Regions from separate parts of the Triticum aestivum genome. Here region 2 is linked to region 1. The links are chromatin contacts, called in public Hi-C maps. All regions are on one chromosome and are shown on one strand. The core of a region is the stretch at or near the end of the contact, and the rest is flanking DNA. Distances in the headings are between cores, read along the strand shown. Region 1 overlaps LOC123086917 (ATP-dependent DNA helicase pif1). Region 2 holds the start of LOC123086920 (calcineurin B-like protein 3).

Region 1 (7,387 bases), core at 3,225-5,724:
ATTGTATAGTAAGAGCAATTTTACATTTTGAATTCATGTTTATCAAAAGAAAATAATGTGTGCTTGTTATTAAACAGCGACGTGTAGTTACCTTCTCATCCACCAATACAAGATCAACATGTATTGGAGGATGTCCATCACGTGTTCCACAGTAGTCCCACATACGTGCAACACGCACACGAATAGACCAGTGCCGGCTCACTGGCGACACATCAGACAGAGAGTCGAAAGCCATCTCCAAATTAAGAAGAAGATCAAAGGCTGAAGAGAAAAATCTTTTAAGCAACAGAAGATGAACTACAATAGAAGTGTGAGCGGCAAGAAAATCAAAAAAAATATCACAGTAACATGGCAGAGAGTATTTTTTGCCCATCGTGTGTGATTCTGCTCAACATGTGTACAGGTTTTCTAACATAAAGGCCAACCGCATTCCAACAATGTTCCTGGCTTTTATTCATCATTGCATAATAAACTCTAATTGCAGACCAGTGCCGACTTGCTGCCGACTCATCAGACACATAGTTCAAAGCCATCTACAAATTAACAAAAGGACAAAAGCTAACGAGAAAAATAGTCGAACCAACAGAAGTGGAAGGGTGAATGTAGGTACCAATTGTAACGCCCTCGATGCGGCTATATCTCCCACGTGTCGAAGCACGACTTAGAGGCATAACCGCATTGAAAGCAATGTCGCAAGTGAGGTAATCTTCACAACAACCCATGTAATACATAAGGGAAAAGAGATGCATAGTTGCCTTACAATCGTCACTTCACACAATTACATGAATATAACATTACATTCATCCAAATACACTCAAGGTCCGACTACGGAACCAAAATAAAAGAAGACTACCCCAAAAGCTACACAGATCCCCGATCGTCCCAACTGGGCTCCACTACTGATCAACTGGAAACGGAACAACAGAACGAACAAGGTCTTCATCGAGCTCCTCCTTGAGCTCGGTTGAGTCACCTGCACGATATCATCGACACCTACAAGCTAGTTTTGGAAGTATCTGTGAGTCACGGGGACTCAGCAATCTCACACCCTCGCGATCAAGACTATTTAAGCTTATAGGAAGGGTAAAGGTATGATGTGGAGCTGCAGCAAGCGACTATCATATATGGTGGCTAAACATACGCAAATGAGAGTGAGAAGAGAAGGCAAAAGCACGGTCGAACAACTATGATCAAGAAGTGATCCTAGAACAACATACGTCAAGCATTACTCCAACACCGTGTTCACTTCCCGGACTCCGCCGAGAAGAGACCATCACGGTTACACACACGGGTGATGCATTTTAATTAAGGTCAACTTCAGGTTTTCTAGAACCGGACATTAACAAATTCTCATCTGCCCATAACCACGGGCACGGCTTTCGAAAGTTCAAATCCCTACAGGGGTGTCCCAACTTAGCCCATCACAAGCTCTCACGGTCAATGAAGGATATTCCTTCTCCCAAGACATTCCGATCAGACTCGACATACCGGTTACAAGACATCCTCGACAATGGTAAAACGAGTCCAGCAACACCGCCCGAATGTGCCGACAAATCCCGATAGGAGCTGCACATATCTCGTTCTCAGGGCACATTCAGATTCTCCAAACTTCTGGTAGACCAGCCCAGAGTTGCCCCTGGTGGCCACCGGCAGCTGACAAGGTGGACCAACACTCAGAGGGGCACTGGCCCGGGGGGGTTTAAATAAAAATGACCCTTGAGTCTGCGGAACCCAAAGAAAAAAGAGGCTAGGTGGCGAATGGTAAAACCAATGTTGGGCATTGCTGGAGGAGTTTTATTCAAGGTGAACTGTCAAGGGGTTCCCATTATAACCCAACCGTGTAAGGAACGCAAAATCCGGAAACATAACACCGATATGACGGAAACTAGGGCGGCAAGAGTGAAACAAAACACCAGGCATAAGGCCGAGCCTTCCACCCTTTACCAAGTATATAGATGCATTAATTAAATAAAAGATATTGTGATATCCCAACAAAATATCCATGTTCCAACATGAAACAAACTCCAATCTTTACCTGCAACTAACAACGCTATAAGAGAGGCTGAGCAAAGCGGTAACATAGCCAAACAACGGTTTGCTAGGACAAGGTGAGTTAGAGGCTTGGCTTAACAATATGGGAGGCATGATAAGGAAGTGATAGGTATCGCAGCATAGGCATAGCAAAAGAGCGAGCAACTAGCAAGCAAAGATAGAAGTGATTTCGAGGGTATGGCCATCTTGCCTGAAATCCCGCAAGGAAGAAGAACGAGTCCATGAAGAAGATAAACGGACGTAGTCGAACGAATCCTCACAAACGCGACGTTATCGGAACCAACCCGAAGAAGCACACCGGAAAGAAGCAAACAACATAATAAACAACCACCACATAAACATGGCATGATGCACAATCAAGTATGATGCATGTCTGGTTAAAAGAGGCAGGGCAAAATGCACAAAACAAACCTACAAATTAAGTGGAGCTCGTTTATGTACCCAACAATATTAAATGTTGTTAAACATGGTAAGAGGGTGAAGCAAAGTAAAACTACCTATCTAGTCAAGTTTAAATGAGGCCGGAAACAACGAACAACAATTCCGGACAATCCTCATATGCATTTAGCCATTTAAATGCAAACAACAATTTAAGCATTTTAAATGTTGTTATCATGATGCGGATGACATGTGCAAGTTATGCAATTTTTAATAAAATTTTGACAAAAGCATTATGAAGCATTTGTCACCGTGGTGGAAAGAAAAGGGGTGCCACGGCAACGATAACGAAAACGGTGCCACGGCAACGTTAACGAAAACGGTGCCACGGCAGCGTTCCGGTTCCGGTAACTCGATTGAGATACCGATGCAAAGGAGAAGTGTGCGGATGCATGCAAAAGATGGTGGGGTGATCCCGGATTCCGGGTTCCCACGGATGGACGGCATGGCAATGAGGACCAAGCAAGTGACAACTCGAACACGGTGCAAACATAGGGTGCAACTCATACATCGCAAGCATTCACCCACGGACGGTCATCTCGGTGGTTATACCTTCGAAGCGTGCAAACGAGACGGTTCGAGTTCGATGGGACGTAGTGGTACTTTCGATCCTCGGCGACGGAAGAGGTACAGACGTTCTCAAGGCACTGGTCGGTCCGGACTTGGTGTAGTTGTACCTGGCAAACGTAGTGGTACTCGGAGTCTTGTCAAACCCAAGCGACGATAGTCGTACACGACGCGTTGTGGAAGTAGTTATACTCGCGAACTTCGGCGGCGGTAGTCGTTCAGGGTATAGGCGGTTCGTCGTGTAGCCGTACATGTTCGACGTGGTACACGGTTCGAAGTCGTGCATGTCCAGTAGATGTTCAGGGTCACCGTGAGGAATTTGTCGAATCCAGGGTCTCAGTCGTCGGTAGTGGTACACGTTTCGAAGATGAACTTGACGAACTCGTCTCCCTTCGGGGTTATCGTGGTACTTGGGGTCTTCGGACCCGCCGGTCCCGTTCTTGCGATGGTAGTCGTTCACATTCGTTCGGAGGGGTACTTGATGACTCCAACGTCTTCGGGGCGACGGTAGTGGTACACACGAGTCACCATGTAGTCATACACTTGTCGGAGACGATCTTGGCGCATCCAAAGCGAAGCAACACAAAAGGGCCTCAGTCTCGGTGGTCAACGAACAGAGGCTGCCATGGATGGAGCTGCGAGTAGAGGACGAACAACCTAGGCGAACCGATGCAATTGAACTTGTACAGGGAGTGGCGCCGAACTGGATGGAGCTCAGCTCCTGGTGAGGAAGCGATGCAGGGGGCTAGCGGAGCCGAGGCTAGACCGGGCGGGGTAGCACGAGAGGCTGAGGCAAGCTGCTGACGAGGCGGCCATGGCATCAGCAGGGGCCAGCGGGAGGCAAGCCCAGCAGCAGCGCCATGGTGGGCTCGCGGCAGCAGCGGAGGATGGAGCAGGTCCGGTGAGGCGGAGGCGCAGGGCGGCGGAGCACACGGGGTTGCGACCATGGACGGCCGGCGGCGCATGGGGCAAGAAGAGCTCCTGGTGATGCGGCGGCCTGGTGGATGGTGCTGCTCGACGAAGCAGAGGCGGTGATGTTGGCCCTGAGGGGTGGTCACGGCGCGCGCGAGGAGGCGCAGAGAGGTGGAGGAGAAGGGGCTTTGCCGGGGACGGCTCGGTCGTCGCCGCGGCGCTGGGGGGATCGGGCGCGGGGGCTCGTCCCCTGGCTCGAGGAGAAGCAAGAGGAGAGGTGGAGATCAGGCGGAGATGGTTCACGGGCGAGAGGAACGAAGGAAGGGGAGAGGAGACGAGCGAGAGGAGAAGACCGAGCGATGGTTGCGTGTGCGTGCGGTGCTCTCCTAGCGGCGCTGGGAGGAACGAAAGAGGAGGAGGGGTTCGAGGGAGATGGGGTGCGCGAGGGGATCGAGCGGGGCTCGCTGTTGTCGTGGGAGGTGGCGGCGCACTAGAGGGAAATGAGGGAGATGTTGTCGGGCTAGGGTTAGCAGGTGGACCTTGGGCCACTTTGGTGGTGGGCTGGCTGATGGGCTGCGAGAGGCCTTGGCCAAATGGGTTGGTAGCTGGGCTCCCTCTCTCATTACTTCTCTTCTCTTATAGAAAAAAAAAAGGAGAAAAAGAGAGAAGAGCAACGGTTAGGGAAAGAATTGGGCATAGGGTTTGGAGAAGGTTGGAAAGTAAATCATGAAAGGCATATAATTTAAACTGCAAGTGTGTTTGAGGGTGGTTCCACACTAATGGAATATTTCAATATAGCTCCCTAAAATAGTAGGAGATTTTTATATGTTATAAAGAGAATTTCACCTTGTGAACTCCCTCGATTTAAATGGATCGAAGATCCACACAATTTATTTAAGAGAGTTTTAGTTAGCTTTGAGAAAAGATGGCATGATGACATGATGTAATGCACATGATGCAACGAACCAAACAAAACAAACGACGAAACCCGGAGACCCTGGAAGGCATCTGAAGCGCCGGTCTTGGGGCGTCACACCAATATAATAGAAGTGCGGGTCCCAAGAAAATTGAGTAAACGTCATAGTAGGTGAGTGTAGAAAATAGACAAGCATTTCTGTGCAACGATAATATCTATACAGTATTGACATATACATACTGTACTAGTGTACATCTTTGAATTACTGCAGTGATCCAAATATTTCACGGTAGACAATATTTTTTGTCCACCTTGTGTAATTCTGCTTATCATCTTCTATCACAATTTTCAGACCTGCCCTTGATGTGACACAGGACAGAGCTACGTAGAGCTGCCCATGTGAGAACACAGTGTTTCTAAGATAAAGTCCAACCACATTAAGAGATTGCCCCTGACTTTTATTGATGGTCATTGCATAACAAACTCTTATTGGAAATTGACGGCGTTCTAGACTGAATGTCCATTTTTTGTTTTTGGTGCAAAGCATGATCTTAGGGATGTAAACAGTTTCACCTACGTTGGAACCAGTTAGAATCCTTGCTTCAATCAACCGATCTCCTAAGTCTGTGATCAGCATTCGTGTGCCATTACAAAGACCATCACTTGGATTCAGGTTTCGCAGGAGCATAATCAGGATACCTTTTTTCAGAACCAAACGATGCTCTGGATAATTGTTGACACTAAGCATGTTCAAGTATTCAATTGAGTAAATAGCTTCCATATCACTAAATTTTTCAGAAATTTTTGAGACGCAGTCATAACTTAAGTATTCTCTAGCTTGCTCTGGAACCATAGTTAGCATAACATCATTGATCTCATCACATACGTCATGTGTAGGGCATAATATCGCACGATCACAAAGATATGTTGGATCCATAAATTTATCAGGAAAGTCAGTATAGACAGCTTCTATCATTGCACGTATCTTATTATCACCTTCCATGATCATAAGATCCAAACGAAGTTCTATCCAAGATGCTTCGGTTTCATCACCTCTACGAACTGCAGGGAATGTTCCATCACCAACAGCCAAAACAAAGTCACTGAAATGTGCTAACTGGACAGCAGAATTTGGGTCAAGGGATGGTGCTTTTAATCTCATGTTAATGTTTAAGTGCAAAACTTGTGCATGTGCCCATAAATGTGAACTTGTGACTGCTGCATTAACAGTTTGACTTCTTACACCACCTTCTACAACGGGTAATATTTGCCTAAGGTCACCACCCAACACCATTACCTTGCCTCCGAAAGGAAGCAAAGCTAATTCCTGGTTATCTTCAGAAAGCACATCACGCATAGATCTATCAACTGCTTCAAAGCAACGCCGATGGCTCATTAGAGCTTCGTCCCATATTATAAGCGCAGCTGATTTGATCAATCGCGCAAGCATTGTACCACGTTTCATATCACAAATGGTGATTTCATCTATGTCAATGGGTATTTTAAATCGTGAATGTGTTGTTCTTCCACCAGGAAGAAGCAATGATGCAACACCGGAAGATGCAACTGTAAGAACAACCAAACGTTTTGATCATAGGTATGTGGTAATAGAAGTCCATAGGAAGGTTTTGCCGGTTCCACCATAGCCAGACACAAAGTACAGCGCTGCTGGGCCAGTGGTGACACTATCGACAATACGATGGTATGCAATGCGTCGGTCAGTATTTAGCCGTTCATATAGGATTGGGCTTTGAACCAATAGCTCCGGTACATTATATGATAGTTCTTCATCAACCAGTCAATTTTCAAATGCATCTGAACTGCTGTCAACAAGAGGAGGCAAGTTGTAATTCGATGGGCTATGACCATTTTTTAGGAACAATTCATGCAGTTCTTGTAGAACCATGTGTTTTAAAGAGTCATCGGGCACATTGTATGACTTATTATTTAAATTGCGTCGCAAGTTGTATACTATATCATCGCCCATAGCTTGCCAATATTTTTCAAAAAAAGCACGCTCGTCACCTATACCACAGTAGATAAACATCATAACGAAAAGTGAGTGAATCTGTCGGCCCATACCCCAGCGAACAGCTTCATCAAAAGCTTTTATCCACTCTTGATCATCACCTAACAAACCTCTTGCAGAACACGCTTCTTTAAATGTGTCATATACAATACCTTCAAAGGTTCTCACATCTTCGTACGACTCAGCTGCTTTCACATACATAAGAAGCATTCGTAGGTAATAACAGTCACCGACATTTGGAGGTACGTGGTACATGCGGCCTATCTTTGTACCATTTCGTCTTTCATCCCACTTACGGCGTTCTGAAATCCAAACAAAATGTCGTGGATACTCACAATATGTCAAACATCTAGCCTGTGGAAACTGTGTATTTGCTTCGAACCACGCAGTGAGGGATGTTCGTTAAAGGAAAGGTGTAGAAACTAATGATGGTAAGTTGGTGGTCGATTTAAAGATAACATTGTTCATGTTTG
Region 2 (7,414 bases), core at 2,129-4,628, 180 kb before region 1:
CAAAATCTTGTGTTCAGAACAGAAAAGGGAATTGGTGCTTAACATGATTGAACAGAAAGATTCTACATGGTACAAGTACAATGCATAGCCATAGTAGTATAGGAAATCAAGGAATTTAACCAGACCTTATCAATGATGCTCTCTATGACTTCATCTGAAAGATTCATTCCTGATTCAGCAAGTGTAGCAACAACCATTTGCTTAACCTAATAGCCAAACAAGAAAAATCATTAGAATATAATAAGGGAAAAGATAACAATTTTTTGCACAAAGGAGCCTATATGCCACAATTTTTTGACTTCAGAACGTATATTCTTGCTCATACACGAGCTAAAAGGAAGTAACATCAGTTCCACAATCATGCAAAAGATTGCCTCTGCTCTCTTTTTTGGGGGGAGTTCTAATTTATAAATCTACCTATAGCCAGGAGATATACAGATAAGGGCTACAAGGCTACACTTGGTACAATATCAAGTTGAATAGAGGTAAGGGAATGCAGACTTTGAATTGTCCTAACTAGGGTTCCAGAAAGTGGTGTAAGGTGGTAAATAGCCACCTATCACCACTTGTCAAACTTATCATAGTCAACAAGTACTCACAATGGAGTTGGATTCATTGATGATACTTGATCGTTAAGTGATTAAGGGAGATAACTGGACATAAAAAATATGGAATAATAGAAACAAATCATGAGATAAATGGTATCCTTGATCCTAATCAACATGTTAACTTCACGTATTACATTCTGATTAGCAAAATACCTCTTGTCTTTCAATGAAACCTTGTTGCTTCAGATCATAAAGCTGGAAAGAGACTGCAAGCATTATACTGTGTAAGATTTTTTTTTCCGCTTACAACGATCAGATATAAAAGACTAAAAGAGCTTAAGGGAATTAACCTATGCCAAAAAAGAAAAAATAATAAAGTTGGATCATTATATATATCACAGTGCACTATCAAACAAGCAGAAAGAGTTACAGCTTATTTATTTGTTTGTTTGTTGTTTAAGACAGAGTGACAGACCATTCTCAGACAGCACCAAAAGGCTCAAAAATGGAATAACAGAATGTGATTTGTGCAAGTATGAACCTACTAACTCAAGGATATCATGAATCTTCTGTTTTCTTACAGTTTAGGCCTAAATGCAATCCATTCACATCCAGACCAAATCAAATACATAAACACATGTCAGAGGATCATGCAAACAAGAGGGCTGACTTGATGTGTGCATATTATACAAGCTTGGTAAATATGATAGATTTGTTGGTACATTGACTATTATGTTACTTTATATTAATGATGTTGAATTTCTCAAGCCCTCTAGAGAGAAATGTGAATTAAGCACAATACATGTGCATGTTACTAGTCTCCCCCTTGTAATATTGTAGATAGAGGTTGCGTTATGTCATTTAGAAAAATAATAAATATATAGAAGTCTGCAGACCGGATGTAGCTAGATAAGACAGTGATTAACAGATGTCATTCCTTTTATAATTGGTTTCTTCCTTCCTGTAAAATAAATCATATTTTGATTCTAGCATGTAATGTAATTTTGCAAGGTAAGAACTTGAAATAGCACCTGCGACATATCAACATATTCAGTTCTGTCAAATTATTATTATCCATTTTTATTACGTATTACCATACATGTAGTTGTGTCATTTTTATAGTATAAATTTTTCACTAATCTACTTCCATATTTAAAAGTTAATCTAACTATGCAAATGTCATGATTCTCTGAACTTACAGTCAATTTTCTCATCAGGAGCGGCACTTGGATGAAATACTGATAACGCACGGGCAAATTCTTCAAATCCTAGAATTCCGTTGTGTTTTGTGTCAAACAAATCAAAGACCTAGAAGAACAGGGAAAATGTTGAGGGAAATACACTATCATATTAAAAGAAATCATGTTATGTATCAAGTATCAACATCATTCCCACTTCACTGTTTCACCTATGCACACAAATTTACTAAAAGGATAAATAATACAGGTTTAAGTTATCATTGAAATGCCTGACTGAAGGGTGTATATAAGTGTAGCGAGATGCCAATGGCATGTGTTGCCACTGTGATCAGCTTTTGTGAAGGACTTTTTTCATGAGAAACTGTTCGGATGTGGAGTGCTATGCTCTTAGTATAAATGATCATAACGTTCAATTAAAGAGATAACTTTCCTTCCAGTCCTAGCTAGCAAAGCTGGTGCAATTCTATTGACAATTAAGTGTCCCCAGAAAGTGGTGAGTACATTTACTTCCAGGCTTTTTAAATCCTCTGTATCCTATTACATAGTACCATACACGTACTTGAATACCCATAAATCCTGCACGATTCTACAATTAGGCAGATGCCCTTCGCCATATATAGCTCATGATTCCTACAGAATGTTAAACAGTGCTTCTTTCTCTCCAAGGTCCAAATAATATGTCCAAAAGGAGAGTGAGAGTGACTCCACAGTAATGACATTAGAATTATACGAAAAAGAAGAGAAAACAACAGAGAGGCATTTTCACTGTACAAACAGCAAATTCGTGTTCACATGTGTAATGTGGACTTACACGATCCGCAAACAAACTCTCCTTCTTACTGGTCTTGAAAAGCGCCAACTGAAACTCCTCCTGCACCATGTCACCGCACAAGCATCACAATTCAGGTTATTCATCACTCATGATATATACACAAATACACCGAGATAGCAACATCAATTTTACTTTTGACGAAATGGGTGTTGATCCACTAACCTTGTTGATCAGCCCGTCGTCTATCACAGCACTGCTGATCTTCTTGAACAGCTCGTACAGCGCTTCGACCTCACTCACGCTGACTGCACGCAAATCACATTACACAGTCACAAGATAAACAGAGCACAATGAATCGCGGCTTGGGCTAGCAGCAGAACTATTCTTAGATTGACGTTATTAATAGCAAAGAGAGCTGGTGGCGCGGACATACACACGGTCTCCCTGGCGAGGACTTCGGGATCCTCCAGGCCCTTGGGCTGCTTGAGGTCGATGCCGCAGCACTTGAGGAGCAGGCCGCCCAGGTGCCTCACCCCCTCCAGGCACTGCAACATGGTGGCAGCACCACTGCGCGCCGCAACCGTCCGTCAGCGCCCGTCTCTCTCTCCAGGGTGGGCGGCAATCCGCGGGGGGCTGGCCGCAAATCGGGACCCCGCGGGCGGTGGACTGGATTTGGCCGAACGAGCCGAGCGGCCACGCGGGGGGCGGCGTGGCTGGAGGATCGCGGCAGGGTTTCCCGATGCGGCGCGGAGCAGAGGGGCGGCCGGAGGGGGTCGCCGCGGGGGTTCCTGTCGTCGGCTGGTGGTGCGATTGGTATGGGCTGGAACGGATTGGATCGAGGATTTCTTCTATTTATTTATTTTTCCTTTTTGCGTGTGCGTGTTTCCGTTGTTGCGTTTGCGATTTTGAATTTCCCTTTTGGCGAGTCGTGACTAGCTAGGTCAGCGCAATCCCCTCCCTTGCTATTCGATCCAACGGAGGACGTGCGGCCACGTTGTGTTTACAGGTTCATGCACACTAGCAAGTTTCTCATTTTATTTTGCGATATACACCAGCAAGTTGTCGGTGCTACGACACAGAACCATGGGAAAATTTGGTTTACTCGATAGCCTCGTACGCCAGCTTGATTGGGGTCTGGCGGTTGACACAGATAAGATTAGTGATGGGAGAAGGCACGAGATGATCGAGGAGCGCGAGAGGATAAAAGAAGAGTGATTCGGGAAAGGCCCGTTGGGAATGGCGTACAAGCTTTTATGTTATTTTGCGATATACACTAGCAAGTTGACAGTGCTACTCCACGGAACCATGGAAAACAAGATAGAATTTGATTTACTCAACAGCCTCGTACGCCAATTTAGATTGGGTTTGACAGTTGCACGGATGAGATTAGCGGTGGGAAAAGACACGAAATGATTGAGGGGCAAGACGTGATAAAAGAAAGGTGATTCTCGAAGGGTATATTGGACGGGCGTGCAAGTTTTTTTCGCGATGAAATTAGTTTACTCAAGAACCTCGTACGCCAACTTGATTGGGGTTTGGAGGTTGGCACAGATAAAATTAGCGGTGTGAGAAGACATAAGATGATTGAGGGACATGAGACAATAAAAGAAGATTGATTCGGGAAGGGTCTGTTAGGAATGGCGTACAAGCTTTTATGTTATTTTGCGATATACACTAGCAAGTTGACAGTGCTACTCCACGAAACTATGGGAAAACAAGATATAATTTGATTTACTCAACAGCCTCGTATGGCAACTTAGATTAGGTTTGACAGTTGCACAGATGAGATTAGCGATGGAAGAAGACACAAAATGATTGAGGCAAGACCATGATAAAAGAAAGGTGATTCTGGAAGGGTATATTAGACGGGCGTGCAAGTTTTTTTCGCGATGAAATTAGTTTACTCAAGAGCCTCGCGGGTCAACTTGGATGGGGTTTGATAGTTGGCGCGGATGATATTAGTGATGGGAGAAGGCACGAAATGATTGAGTGGCGCGAGAGGATAGAATGAGAAGGATTTGAAAAGGGTCAAGTTTGCCACGACGAAACAATCAATTCTTTGCATCTCATCTTGTATATTACCTACAAGTAAGCCGTGGTAGCCAAACCGCTATTTTCTGAAAGAAAAAACACTTCACTCTATTTCAAAAAGGGTTTTGTAGTTGGCGTGGATGAGATAAGTGATGGGAGAAGGCACAGGGTGAAAAATAGAGTGAAGTGTTTATATGGGTTTTTATTGTCCCATCTCTATGAGTTGATAAAAGGAAGACTAAGAGAATAGTGAACATATTAAGATCAACTCTCACAACAAAAATATAATATGTGTGCAATCTCCTTGTAACGAAACAATAACTACATGCTCACATTTATGAAAAAGAGATATATCAAGTAGTGTATTCGAATATTTTGAACTGGATAATTCATAATGATGCATGAATACAAGTACACCATGTGTTGCAAGTAGATAGACTAACTCTTCTCATGCTTTTTTGCGAAAAGATTGTTCTCACACTTAGAGCATCTCCAGCCGTTCGACCCCCCAGTGGCTTGAAATAGCGCCGCCCTGGGGGCGCGCCGGCTGAAAAATCGACGCGCGGGCGATTGGGTTCCCAGTTGCCGCCCTCAGGCGCCGATTTTAGCCCACTTCCGGCGCAAATTGGCCCACTTTTCAGCCCATTTTCGATGCAAATTGGCCCACTATCGGCGCAAATTGACCAATTTCGCCCCGTATTCGGCGTGCTTGGGCACAAATTCAACAGAAGCTATTTTTTTATCACATAGCTCATCACAGAAAATCAATAAAAATCAAATAGTTCAATATAAATTATATAGTTCAACAAAGAAAAACTCATATTTCATCACACGTTGAGCTAGGCGTTGCCCTTGAGCCTCCATAGGTGCTCCACCAGATCCTGGTACAGTTGTTGACGCACCAGTGGGTCTCGGATCTCCTAGCGCATATTGAGGAAGGTAGTCCAGATTGCCGGTAGGTGGTGATCAACTTGGGAAAGATGCCCCTGCATGTAATATGGTTCAGTTCCAAACACTGGCTCTTCCTACTCGCTCTCAAGGATCATGTTGTGCAAGATCATGCGGCAAGTCATGATCTCCCACATTTGATCTTTCGATCAGATCTGAGCGGGGTACTGGATAATAGCAAATTAATATTGGAGCACACCAAATGCCCGCTCGACATCCTTCCTGCAAGCCTCCTGAACCTTTGAAAAGTGGGAGTTCTTGCCTCCTTGCACGGGGCTTGAGATAGTCTTCACAAATATGGACCATCTCGGATGGATACCATCTGCTAGGTAATATCCCTTGTTGTAGTGCCGCCCATTGACCTCGAAGTTCACCGGAGGAGAATGACCTTCGACAAGCTTGGCGAAGACAAGGGAGCACTGCAGTACGTTGATGTCATTGTGAGTTCCTGGCATACCAAAGAAGGAGTGCCAAATCCATAGGTCGTGTGTGGCCACTGCCTCAAGTACCACACTGCAACCGCCTTTGGCGCCTTTGTACATCCCCTTCCAAGCAAATGGATAGTTTTTCCATTTCCAATGCATGCAGTTGATGCTTCCAACCATCCCAGGAAATCCGCTTGCTGCATTTTGTGCTAGGATCCGAGCAGTGTCTTCAGCATTGGGTGATCGCAAGTTTTGCGGTCCAAACACTGCCACCACTGCCTTGTAAAACTTGTAGAAACACTCAATGCTCGTGGACTCGGCCAGGCGTCCATAGTCTTCCAGTGAATCACCGGGAGCTACGTATGCAAGCATCCTCATAGATGTCGTGCACTTCTAGAGTGAGGTGAATCCAAGTGTGCCAGTGCAACCCTTCTTGCACTTGAAGTAGCTGTCGAACTCCCGGATGGAATTCACAATCCCGAGGAAGAGCTTTCGGCTCATCCGGTAAAGGCACCGAGATACTTTGTCGTTGTGTAGTGGAGCGTCGACAAAGTAGTCGGAGTAGAGCAAGCAATAGCCTTCCAGTCGATGCCTCTGCTTCGCCTTCAGCCGGCCCGGCGCCGAGCCACCTCGCTGCGGCTTTGCATTGCTCGCGAGCAGGCTTGCCAGGGCAGCGAGGACCATGAGATGCTCTTCGTCCTGGGCGTCGACATCGACTTCCTCCTCCAACAGCGTCGCAACCGCCTCCTCACCGTCCAAGTCCATTGATGACCCACAAGTATAGGGGATCTATCGTAGTCCTTTCGATAAGTAAGAGTGTCGAACCCAACAAGGAGGAGAAGGAAATGATAAGCGGTTTTCAGCAAGGTATTCTCTGCAAGCACTGAAATTATCGGTAACAGATAGTTTTGTGATAATATAATTTGTAACAAATAGCAAGTAATAAAAGTAAATAAGGTGCAGCAAGATGGCCCAATCCTTTTTGTAGCAAAGGACAAGCCTGGACAAACTCTTATATGAAGGAAAACGCTCCCAAGGACACATGGGAATTATCGTCAAGCTAGTTTTCATCACGATCATATGATTCACGTTCGGTACTTTGATAATTTGATATGTGGGTGGACCGGTGCTTGGGTACTATCCTTACTTGGACAAGCATCCCACTTATGATTATCCCCTATTGCAAGCATCTGCAACTACAACAGAAGTATTAAGGTAAACCTAACCATAGCATGAAACATATGGATCCAAATAGCCCCTTATGAAGCAATGCATAAACTAGGGTTTAAGCTTCTGTCACTCAAGCAACCCATCATCTACTTATTACTTCCCAATGCCTCCCTCTAGGCCCAAACAATGGTGAAGTGTCATGTAGTCGATGTTCACATGACACCACTAGAGGGATGACAACATACATCTCATCAAAATATCGAACAAATACCAAATTCACATGACTATTAATAGCAAGACTTCTCCCATGTCCTCAGGAAC

What was found. Hi-C and Micro-C count contacts between places; a contact is called where the count stands out from the background.
Region 2: a Hi-C map of leaf shows a contact between it and region 1, with 2.9 times the contacts expected there. The contact joins the promoter of LOC123086920 here to the enhancer-like site in region 1. A contact is called at or near these places in 2 of 5 Hi-C or Micro-C datasets (both in leaf).

Annotation. Positions count from the first base shown.
Region 1 is chr4A:554,504,473-554,511,859 of IWGSC CS RefSeq v2.1, reverse strand. It overlaps LOC123086917 (ATP-dependent DNA helicase pif1), which reads right to left. Exons shown (of 14, transcript XR_006441162.1): 4 at 92-261. Among protein-coding and RNA genes, the nearest start is that of LOC123086917, 9.6 kb to the right of the region's middle. Within about 2 kb of position 4,474, at least 8 of the 8 cell types and tissues checked have an H3K27ac peak or open chromatin away from gene starts, as enhancers often do. A contact at or near this core is called in leaf, where this site is marked.
Region 2 is chr4A:554,678,641-554,686,054 of IWGSC CS RefSeq v2.1, reverse strand. LOC123086920 (calcineurin B-like protein 3) reads right to left here and starts at 3,378. Exons shown (of 8, transcript XM_044508776.1): 1 at 2,953-3,378; 2 at 2,742-2,824; 3 at 2,559-2,618; 4 at 1,748-1,856; 5 at 762-814; 6 at 126-206. The coding sequence starts at 3,073.